Linked DNA regions of Sus scrofa: region 1 is linked to region 2. The links are chromatin contacts, called in public Hi-C maps. All regions are on one chromosome and are shown on one strand. Each heading gives the region's core, a stretch centred on a gene start, on an enhancer-like site or on the middle of the called end of the contact. The rest is flanking DNA. Distances are from core to core; before and after follow the strand shown. Region 1 overlaps ZBTB16 (zinc finger and BTB domain-containing protein 16). Region 2 holds the start of LOC110255433 (a long non-coding RNA gene).

Region 1 (5,801 bases), core at 244-2,743, 62 kb after region 2:
AATTCCTTTCTCGAGCGGGGGCCCAAGATGAAACTCGGCCGCAGAACAGAGGGTGGGGGGGGCAGGGGTGAGGTGGCTGGAGTGAACCACGCCGCTTTCTCTCTCAAAGGGAGGTGTGGGTGCCTGTGGTGCAGGGGCACAAAGGTGCTTCGTTTTGGTGACTTATTTAACACCCCTCCTGACACCAGTGTGTGGGTTCGGAGCCCGGGAAATCAAAGAGAAATTTAACAAACTCTCCTCTCTTGGGTGGAGGCTGAGTAATTGAATTGGTGGGCGATCCACTCCAGTTTCTTCTCTTTTCGCATCTTTCTTCCTTCCTTCCACTCAGACCAGCATCTTGGTCAAGGTGCCCGGTTTGAGCTCCTTTGGCAAAGGGGAGCAGGGAAGGGAGAAGAAACCAGAGCAGGCACCTCTGCAGCCACAGAAGCTTGTCTTTTTTTGTTGTTTTGTTTTTAACCTGGATGCGTCTGGATTCGACAGAGGTCGAGAGTCTCTGTTATTATCATTGGCTGGACATACATGGAAAGGGGGCAGCTAACGATGCTCATCTCCTTTGAAGGCAGGGAGGATGCAAGCAGAGTAGGGGGTAGTTTAGCACAGCTTTGTAAGAAAGTTGCAAGCCTCTGCCAGCCTGTGGACCTGGCCTGCTGTCTGCGGAAGGACGCAGCTAGTGAAAGACATCCGCCTTCACCTCCAGCACCTAAGATTGAAGCATTGCTCATGCTTTCTGGGCCTGGCTCTCTCTCTGTTACCTTTCCTTCCCACCTACCCTTTTTTGTTCCCATAGCAGGAAGGGAAAAGAAAGTACTCTGGAATATCCAGCAGTCGGCACTGCTCCTAGGAGGCTCTGTCTTAGCAGGGCAGAGGATGAGCGGGGAACATGGAAAATGGATTGGTGCTGTTTTGTGATGGTTTGCTGGCATTTTCCAAAATCTTTTTGGGCATGATTCTCAGATTCAGTGAAGGGATGGATCTCCCAGAAATGAAGAGGTAGGAGATCTTGTGGCCAGGGATCCAGGAGGCCTGGGTTCTGGGATTAGCTCATCAGAGGCTTCAGCCTACCCAGCCTCCAAAAAAGAGAACATCCTTTTAGCTTCTGCAGCATGTTTCCACTGGAAAACCATTCTCCTGGATGGGCATTGACTCATGCACGCTTTTCTTCTAGCTCATATGAAAGAGAAAGGTATATTGCCCTTTAGCACCGGGATAGTCTAGTAGGGGCACCAGAGTCATCGCAACCACTTTGAGTTGCAGGCTTAAGAAGTCCCTTTGGGCATCGGAAGGGGAGTTTGCCTGAGATCAGGCTTGGTCACCACACTTGAGCCATGTTTGCCTTTTTCTGACCCGTTTTTAGCCAGGTGAGTTAGCAGTTTTACCCATCGTCTTCCACCCACCCGGGCAAAACACATTTGGGAAAAGTTAGAGCAGCTGGCGTTTGGCACCTGCAACGCTGACATAGCAGTTCGCCTGATAACGCTTCTTAGTTTCTCTGGTGATCTGAATGTACTTTTCTGAGTCATGCAAGGAGCCTGTGAGCTGAGGCTGGCCAATAGCCCCAACTCTGAATTAATTCTCATGGGTAAAACCCTGGGGGTGGCTATTTTTTGGTGGAGGTAACCAAAGAGCGGTGGCGTCCCTGCTAAGGCTTCCTTGGAGGCAGTGAGACCTGGCCTTTCTCTGGGTTCCCCCTGTTTGTTAGTTGTGCTCAGATGAGGTTTTTTTCCCTCTCACTGTTCTCTCCTCCTCTCATCCTAACAGTCTCATAGGTAAACTTAGAAGGAAGACAAATACTTCTCAAACTGTCACCGAGGGGGCCATAAAAGAGACATTTGGACAGTGGTGCTGGGGAGATCCTTGTCTTTGTTCCATGTTAATACAAAGGGATCGGGGTAGCCCCCATCACCAGGGAAAGGCGGTTTTTCTTCATTTAGCTTTTAATTGCTTTCTTTCACTTTTATGTATAAAAGATTGTCCATTTAATTAACTCAAGAATGCAATTTCAAAAACACTAATGCTTTACACATGATGGCTTTTAAAATAAAAGTAGCATTCTAATATTGCATAATGCTTTCCTCTCCCTGCCTCTCCCCCATCCCACCACCTCCCCTCCAGTCCCTATTAACCTTTTGCAGTCGAGGGTTGTTAGGAGGAAAGTGCTGGTCCCGCTGTCTCTGCTTCTACTTTCCACGGGGTGGCCGCTCCCTTCTGAAGTGTTCCGTCGCTTCCTCAGAGAAGGCAGCTCATCCCTTCTGCCTGGGGTTGTTTCGTGGCTATATTTACCTTCTTTTGAGGTCACAGGGCCCTGACTCCTGTTGCCGACTTTAAAAAAACCCCATCATTATAGCGGATTACACAGGAAAATGGAAAAGGAAATAAAATCCTAATTCTTAGCCCTGGTTTCTTTTGGAGATTTTATGAGAAGCCCATGTGCACTGGCCTGAGGGTTCCTGGTTTCAGCAGCTTCTCTCTTCTGATTCTCAAGGAAACCCTGCTCGTTCTCATCCCTTCAAACCCCTTACCATGTGAATTCCTCGTGTCCGTGGTCTGTCTTCTGGCCACGGTTCCTTGGAGCCCAGACTTTCCCCCTTCATATCGACTCTCACAGGCCAGTCCCTCACTTGATGGCTGTTGTATCTTCACCTGCTGGACTCGGAAGGGGCAGGAGGACCCATAGAGATGCACACACATCCCTGCCCCGAGAAAGACAGTCCAGCTGTGAGGTGGGAGATATCCTGGCGGTCCCTTTAATTTTGTAGGCGAGATGAGGGGCCCCAGAGGGTTCAGTGACCAGTCCAGGGTCTCCGGTCAACAAGGGTCCTGGGCTGAATGCGATCCACTCGCCTGGCTGATTGCTTAGCCATGCACCTACTGACTTCCTGGATTTTTTCCAGATCCGGGTCCTCGAAGGGACCTTGGACATCACGTGACCCACTCACTCACCTGCTGGAGCATCCTTCCTCTTGTGGTTCAGAGGATGTCCAGAGAACAGCTCTGTAGACCTGTAACAGCACCGTATGTCAGACGCTTTGTGTTCAGATCTAATTTAACTCCCTCCCATTAGCCCTGTTTCCCATGCTCGGGTGATGAAACGCTTGGTCGTTGAACGTGAATAAATCCAGTGGCTGCCAAGTATAGCAAGTCATTTTGGAGAAACATCCTCTCTCTCACGGTGTCTCTTCTCCAAAGAACATGATATTTGAGCCTCCCAAAGTGAGGGCAGTGCTGGATTTCCCACCTTGGAAGAACGCTTGTACCGCTTCTCCAAGTGACCAAAAGATTTTGCTTTCCTTGGGGTTGGGTATGTAACCCTGACTTTTTCTCAGCCATGTGACGTGGATATATACACATGCAGCTTGGGAAAAGGCTCTTCTTTGTTTTTATTGGAGTGTGGTTCACGTACAGTGTTGTGTGAGTTTCAGGTGTATTGCATAGTGATTCAGTTATACATACATTTATGAAAAATAAATATAAATGTATATATTCTTTTTATGATTCTTTTCCCATGTAAGTTATTACAGACTCTTGAGTATTGTTCCCTGTGCTATATGCAGTAGGTCCTTGTTGTTTATCTCTTTTAGAGAACTATATAATCGTTATTTATTTATTTGAAGTACTGTTGATTTACACTGTTGTGCTAATTTCTGCTGTACAGCAAAGTGATTCGGTATACTCTTTTATATTTTTATGTGTATCTTTTTCTTTGTATGTTTCTTGTAACATGTATTATGTTATGTAAATGTTTTGGTTTTCTTTTTGGCCACACCTGCAGCATGTGGAAGTTCCCCGGGCCAGGGATGGAATCCAAGCTGCAGCTGCCATCTACACCACAGCTGTGTAACACCAGATCCTTAACCCACTGCGGGGGGGCGGATGGGGGGGGCACTGGGATCGAACCCACACCTCCACGGCTGCAGCCAGATCCTTAACTCACTGTGCCACAGTGGGAACGCCTGTAAATGTATTAAAGCATTTTTTTTTTTATTAAAGTATAGTTGAGGAGTTTCCTTGGGGCACAGCAGGTTCAGGATCCCGCTATGTCCCTGGTATGGCTCCAGTCACTGCCATGGCATGGATTTGATCCCTGGCCTGAGAATGTCTACATGCTGTAGGTGCAGCCAAGAGAAAGAAAGGTGCAGTCGAATAGATTATAGTTGATTTACACGGTTGCGCCATGCACTCTTTTTTTTAAAAAATATTTTTTCCGTTATGGTTTATCATAGGACGTTGAATTTAGTTCTCTGTGCTCTGCAGTAGGACCTCGTTGTCTTTCCCCTCTGTGTAGTAGAGTTTATATCTGCTAACGCTGACCTCCCACTCCATCTCTCCCCCAACCCCTCCCCTTTGCAACCACAAGTTTGAAGAACTCCCTGCTCTCGATTCCAGAATAGGCTGGTAAAACTGGCTTTGGAGGTAGATGTTTTCCCAAGAGGAATAGTGTGCTGGACTGGGAGGGCTGGAGTTTGGTGACAGTATGCTGTTCAACTTTTTTTTTTTTTTTCTGTCCTATTTGGAGAGAGATTTTCAAATTAACCTGGAACCAGTAGAGAATTTAGTAGGAATTTGGGGCTGGGTTTTTTGTTGTTGTTGTTGTTGTTTGTTTTTTTTTTTTTTCCTTTTTTGAAATCTGCTAATGGAATCCCTTTCCCACCCCCTACTTTTATTATTATTATTATTGATTTGTACCTAGGAAGCATTCATTGTGGAAGACGCTGGGAGGGTTTGAATGCTGCTGGGGAGAGGAGAGGTTTGATGGGGACCACAGGGCTTTATCATTTATTAATTCCTGGGTTCATTCATTGAGCTGTTTAACTCTCCGTGTGTGAGAGGGCAGCCCCAGATGGTCTTTTGGTGCCAGATTTAGCTCTGAGATCCCAGGCCCTGACAAAAGAGGACACAAAGAATAGCTGAATGTACAACATATTTGCAGCCATTAGGAAGTCTTTGGGCTCAGGCGCTAGCAAGAACACTTATCATCTCCAGCATCTTAGGAATCCTTTTCTCTTGCCTTTTTCCATTTTTAAAAAAAGCCCAGCATGAATCAGTGAGCCAGCTTTTATTATTGCTGAAGTGGTCACAGTTCGTATCTGATTTTTAGAATGGAATCCATGTCCATATGTTTGTTCCCGGATCGCCTCCGTCAGAGCTCCCTACCTTCTGTTCTAGAAGGAGTTCTCTTTAGCATCATGGTGAACCTTTGAGCTCAGGTCCCTTTTTCCCTCTTCACCCTCCCCTTCCCCATTCAACTTTCTCTAAGACACCTCAGAGATTGCAAAGTTGCCAGTAAGGGTTGAGGAGGGTGGCCGGTGGTGGTGACTGATTTCCTTAGGCAGCGGGTGGGGTGGCTCCTAGGGGGTGACCGCCTTTGGTGTGGCAGGCTCTGAGCTCAGCACTGGTACACATTACCTCCTTCAGGCCCTACCACAGACCTTTGGCATCCTGGCGTTGCAGATGAGAAACCTCCTTGGGACATGAGTTCAAAGAGATTAGACATTTAGCCCATTCTGTAAGTTGGGTGGCTGGGAATCAAACCCAGGTCTGTCTCAGTGCTTACCCTGTGCTCTCAATGCCTTCTGGGATTTTCCTGTGGATATTGGGATAGGCTGGCTTTAGGGTTGGTGGTTAGACATGGCACCCAGCCAGCACTGGCTTCACCAACTGCGGTTATGCCTCCCTCTTATGTTTGCTTCTTCAGTGGGTCAGTCCCATTTGGGGACTGCAGATGGGGCACATGTGTCATCCTGTCCTGTGATGACCCAGGCTTCGTTGAGCCTCTCTTCCCTGGCCCTGTGGGAGGGGAGGTT
Region 2 (5,762 bases), core at 2,973-5,472:
GGAAACTGAGAGGCAGCTCGATGGCAGAATACATTCCTGGCACACAGTAGGTGTACAAGAAAATCTGTCAAACCAAAATGTTTATTGCCAATCTTGTCTTCAAGCTAACTTGAACAGTATTTATTTTTTATTTGCTTTTTAGTGCTGCATGTCTGGCATATGGAGGTTCCCAGGCTAGGGGTCCAATCCGAGCTGCAGCCGCCAGTTTACATCAGAGCCACAGCAATGCTGGATCCAAGCCACAACTGTGACCTACACCATAGCTCGTGGCAATGCCAGATCCTTAACCCACTGAGCGAGGTCAGGGATCAAACCTGCATCCTCATGGATGCTAGTCGGGTTTGTTAACAGCTGAGCCACGATGGGAACTCCTTGCATGCTATTTAAAATCAACCCACAGCAAAAATGTTCTAGATTCTTTTCTATTCAGCATTAATGACCTTCAAACAAAAATGCAGGCTCCTGGGAGTTCTCTCATGGCCCGCAGATTAAGGATATCGCACAGTCACTGCAGTGGCTTGGGTCGCTGCTGTGGCGTAGGTTCCATCCCTGGCCCAGGAACAGAACCCCCACCCCCACCCCCCTCAAAAAATACAGGTTCCTGAGCCTCATCTCGCAAAGAAACAATGACTGGATAGGTTTTAGGGTGAGGTTCAGAAACATGCATTTTTGACTGAAAGCCTTAGGTGATTCTGAAATTGTCGCAGCAATGAGCCCTTCCCTCTTCCCATCCCCCAACTCTTGGCTGGGCTCTTTACCCAGCCCCGTCCAGGGTGGGTTTTATGCTCCCACTAGGATGTCAGTCCTCCTGTCCAGCCAGCAGGGGGAGCAGTGGAGTGCCCGCTCCATTTCCAGCAGCACAGAGAACCTGGTCTGCGCACTTTCAACAGCACAGCGTCTCTCCTTTCTCCCCCGATTTTATGCTGTCCCTTTCCTTGGATCCCCTTACCAAGCCCAGCAGCTGGGGCAGGACAAACATGCCAGGCCCCCATCCCAGTATGGGGTAATTGGGTTGGGGGGGGGGTCCTGACCTTGGGGCTCTGGTCACAACCTGGCCCTTCATGGAATGAAAGGATTTCGGGCAGTCAGAGGAGAGAGGGGTCTGAGAGCCTAGAGTTTAACCTGGTCCCCACCTGGCCACTGCCTGAACCTCCACCCAGACCCTCTTCGTGGCCACTCAAGAGGCACGATTCGGATGTGCTCCACAGCCCATCCTCCCCTCTCACAAAGACACTGTCAGAAGGGCCGCCATCTGCAGGGGGCCATCTCCATGGTCCAACGAGGCTGGGGAAAAAAGTATAATAAAAGCTAAATTATTCAGCACTTACTACTTGACCAGGCACTTTATGTTACAGAAGAACTCCTACAAGGCTAACAGCAGCCACATATGCCTCCCTCTCTCCACTTTACAGATGACATGAATTTAAAGAATTTGCCTAGGGCATAGCTAGTCAGGGGCAGAGACAGCATTTGAACTCAGATCTGTCAGGCCAAAGCTCCAGAGCTCAACATGAAGAAAGAGAGAGAGAGAGAGAGAGAGAGAGAGAGAGAGAGAGAGAGAGAGAGAAAGAAAGAAAGGAAGAAAGAAGAAAGAAAGAAAGAAAGAAAGAAAGAAAGAAAGAAAGAAAGAAAGAAAGAAAGAAAAGAAAGAAAAGGAAGAAAGAAAGAAAGGAAAGAAAGAAAGGAAAGAAAGAAAGAAAAGACAGAGCCTCTGGTCCCTCTGGCTGGGCTGGTTGCACAGAGGCTTTCAGGCCAGGTACCCAAGGCCACCAAAGCTCAGCGACTGCTTGACACCCGAAAACCTGCCCTGACTCCAAATCACAAAGGGAAAATGACAGACTTTAAATGTTTTAAAATGTCTATTTAAATAACAACAAAAGGATAGGCCTTAACCACAGCTTGCCTCTCAGGTAGAGTTTTGCACAAATGCTGTTTCCAAGGGGACCATGCATATTCTGATGTCCTAAGGAGGAGAGGCCAGAGGCCACCCCTACCCCCACCGCCAAAACCTTCTCCCGCATCTGTCAACACTGTCAGCTGCCCAGGCTCCGAGGATAGAAACCGAAGGAAGCAAAGAGAGCCAGAGTAGACGTCAGGAGTCCTGCTCCGAGCCAGCCCCTGACAGCCACTTTCAGTTTTCCTGCCTGCAGAAGGGGGGCATATATTTGTCCTAACTCCCCCATTGTCATCAGGCTCAACTAAAACCATCTTTTGAAAATCGTAAAGTCCCATGGTCAAGCCAAAGAGCCTGGATTGTAAAGAATGATAATCTCTCAAAATGGAAGGTACAGGTTCAAATCAGAGCAAGGAACATCTAAACAATTTTCCTGTGTGAAAAAGAATTCCCAGTGTCTTAGGTAATTCTGTGCTCTCCCAGATTTTGGGGTGGGGGGCGGTCTCAGATTTCATAAAGATAATGATTAACACATAGCACCTCAGAGTCCTTATCCCATTCATCTGTCCTAACTGGCTTATAAAATGAGGAATATCTCTGCTAGTTGCCGTCACAGATGCAATGTAACTGACATGCAGAGAGGTGAAGCGATTTGTTTCGGGTCCCTCAGATATAAGAGCTACAGGTTGTAAGGCCAACCTAGACACCAGCCCTCACCAGCTGTTTGATCTTGGGCTACTTATCTAACTCTCTAAGCCTCAACGTCTTATTTGGAAATGGGTATAATAGGAACCACCTTTATGATGGGTAGAGAGCAGCCCTACCTAAGAGATTAAATGAGACAAGGCTTAAAAAATGACCTGGCCCAATTGCTACAGAGTTAGTGCTCCGCAAAGGTAGGCATTGTTCTTCTTGATTATTATTGTATTATTATTATCGTTGTTATTATCCAGCGTGCATGGATAATAATCACTAACTTTCTTCTCTAAGCTTCTCCCAAACCCACACATACATCAACTTTCTTTCCAGGGAAAAAGATCTCAGCGCTGAGCTCCTTGGGGAGACAGGGCCAAAATGTCAGCCTGACTTTGGATTGAGTCTCAAGATCATGAAAAGAAGACAGAAAAGTTAGACACGGAGGAGGGAGGAAAACAAACATGAGAACTTAGAAACCAGGGTGGGGGGAGCCGGGCAGAAGGCTGGGCTCTGAGGTGCCCGCCTATTCCGGCTGCAAACCAGTGAAACACCCCTGACCCTGGCAGCTTGGGAAGCTGGACGCCAAAGAGAAAAGTCTAAAAATAAGCCCTGGGTGAACCAGGGAGGTTCCAGGCCACCTGGGAGCCTGGTTTCGCTTTGTTGCCAACAGCTTGGATCCTCATTGTTACAGCAAAATATAAAGTTAGCTCAGGAGTTCCCGCTGTGGCTCGCCGGTCATGAACCCGACTAGTATCCACGAGGATGTGGGTTTGATCCCTGGCCTCGCTCAGTGTGTTCAAGTCCCAGTCTGTGTTCTGGACTAGTGCTGTCAGTTTCAGGTGGGTTAGGGATCTGGCATTGCCATGAGCTGTGGTGTAGGTCTCAGACGTGGCTTGGATCTGGCATGGCTGTGGCTGTGGTGTAGGCCAGCAACTGTAGCTCCCATTCAACCCCTAGCCTGGGAAACTCCAGATGCCTCAGGTTCAGCCCTAAAAAGCAAAAAAAAAAAAAAAAAAGTTCAAAGGCTAGAGTCACACTTAGCCAGGTGATGAAGTCACATTGCCCAGGCTGAGTGTAGGAGGGAACCTTCCCCACACAGAGCTGTCACTGCAGAGAATGTGAGAAGGGGCCCTGGGAGGCCCTGACTGCTGGCTTGATTGCTCTCACCTCCTAGGTCGGGTACCTTCTGGCCACCAGCGGAGACTGGGTTCACATCAGCGTTACTCCAGATCTGGAACATCTTGTGTGTAAGTGGCCTTGGAGTTAGGCTTGGAAGGGTAAATGATTTTGCCCAGACAGACAGGGAGGGGGGCCCCAGGGCAGAAGACACAGCCTGCCTAAAGCCTCAGAAGCGTGACAAGACTTTGGAGACAGAATGCTGCCAATGTGTAAAGTGTCGTAAAGAACAGCCATGTGTTTAGGCCTTAAAAAAATGTAGGCATGAGAAGGGGCACTGACGTGGGGGGAGTGACAGATCGATCCTTTAGAAAAATAATTTCAGTGGCCACTTGGAGGGCACGTTGCCAAGAAGTGGCTAGAGCTAGTTGGCAAAGCGAGTCAAATGCTTCCCGAGAGCAATCCACCATCTAGTCATGTTGATGATCTTTCTAAAAAAAGAAGTATCATATGACACGAGAGAAAAGGACAGAGAACTTGCAGAAAGCTCCAAGGAGCAGGGCCAGGACCAGGTGAGGCGAGCATGGGGCTGGGCTCTGAGATTTAACAAGGCATTTCTCCAAATCACCCCAGAACCCAGCAGTGATGCTTCCTTAAGCTCTGCACCTGCTTTCTGTGCCTCATCTGCCTCCCTCTGGAGCTGGGTCCGCTAAGGAGCCTGTTATCACTGGCGCCGTGTGTAGGTGGGCGCTCGCCATCTCTCCATGGGGGCAGGTATGGGAGCCAGGCAGCTTGGGTTCCTCTGAACAAGTTTAAATGCAGAGGCAAGAGCACCAACTGGATCCAGTTTTGACTTTAGACTCGACAATCTCAGCCACGTCGTTGAACCTTGGGTGCCTGGGTCCTCATTGATGAAATGGTAAAATGAGGGGAAAGTATTGGGGACAGTGCTGCCCGAACTCCAGGCATGGTCCCCCATCCCGCCTTCTCCCTGGCGGGCACAGAGAGTGGGGACATCATGTGGAGGTGTCTTTTGGAAGCCCTATCAGGAAAAAGAACTGTGCGATCGGCCCAGCTACCTCAGAGCCTGTGGAAGAACCTACTCCTGCTTCTTCCCCGGCTGTGAATTATCTAGGCCTGAACCGCTCATTCTCAACAACAGGCTGCCTGTTTGTTTAAAAAAGTCTTCCTGGGGAGAGAAAAAAAAAAAAAACCCAGCACATTTCTTGTTTTGCTCTTTCACTCTTGGAACAAATATTTCTTAGGAGCCTACTGTGTGCCAGCCTGGTCCTGGTGCTCCCAATACAACCTCCTGAAAGGGCCCAGGCCCCTGCCCTCAGGAAGCTTACCTTAAGTCGGAGGGAGCTGTAGGGAGGCTCTGGGGGTAGCCAGGAAATAAACAAGCAGTCCTATAAACAAAGGAGGCAATTTCCGGTACTAGCAAGTGCTATGAAAACAAAAATGCAGGGCAGAGGGCCCCCCAGGGGCAGGAGGCAGCTCCTGATAAGGCATCTGTAGGAAGGATTTCTCTGCAGAAGGGTTGTTTGAGTTCTTAAGGTAGAAACAAGTGTATGGTGGGATGGGAGGAAGGTTTTCGGGGGAGGGTGGGAGTCTGGGATCCATCAAGTGCCAAGGCCCTGAGGTGGGAACCAGCAACCTTGGGTTGGGGCATGATTTCTGAACGAGAGAGGAGAAAATGTGTTTCTAGACCTGATGCAAAGCAGCCTATCTGTATTTATATCTCTATCTAATGCTCCATCGCCCTCTCTGTACCAAGGACACCTTATTTGGGTCACAGTGGAACACTGACTGCACTACAGCTGCCCTGCCCCCTCCCCCTGCTCCTTCCTCTATGACCTGGCTAAGCTTCACCACTGATATCTGCTTTCCTCTCTAGAACCACAGACAGCCATCATCGACAGAAGAAGCACTTACCATTTCCTGCCCAGGCTGAAGCCCAGCTGCCCTCTTCTGGGTCGTCTGCTCCTGTGTGGAGGGAGACGGTGCCCGAACGCCTGGGTTCCTCCTGGTGGGAATCAGGGTTACGATGAAGAGA

What was found. A called contact is a pair of places that touch in the nucleus more often than the background predicts.
Region 1: a contact with region 2 is called in a Hi-C map of skeletal muscle, with 3 times the contacts expected there. The contact joins two enhancer-like sites. A contact is called at or near these places in 2 of 5 promoter capture datasets (fetal liver and liver) and 2 of 47 Hi-C or Micro-C datasets (liver and skeletal muscle).

What each region holds. Positions count from the first base shown.
Region 1 is chr9:41,683,603-41,689,403 of Sscrofa11.1, forward strand. The region is part of intron 2 of ZBTB16 (zinc finger and BTB domain-containing protein 16); the gene reads left to right. Among named protein-coding and RNA genes, the nearest start is that of ZBTB16, 47 kb to the left of the region's middle. Within about 2 kb of position 1,494, at least 1 of the 83 cell types and tissues checked has an H3K27ac peak or open chromatin away from gene starts, as enhancers often do. A contact at or near this core is called in skeletal muscle, where this site is marked.
Region 2 is chr9:41,618,804-41,624,565 of Sscrofa11.1, forward strand. It overlaps LOC110255433 (a long non-coding RNA gene), which reads right to left and starts at 185. Exons shown (of 4, transcript XR_002335637.1): 1 at 1-185. Within about 2 kb of position 4,223, at least 8 of the 83 cell types and tissues checked have an H3K27ac peak or open chromatin away from gene starts, as enhancers often do. A contact at or near this core is called in skeletal muscle, where this site is marked.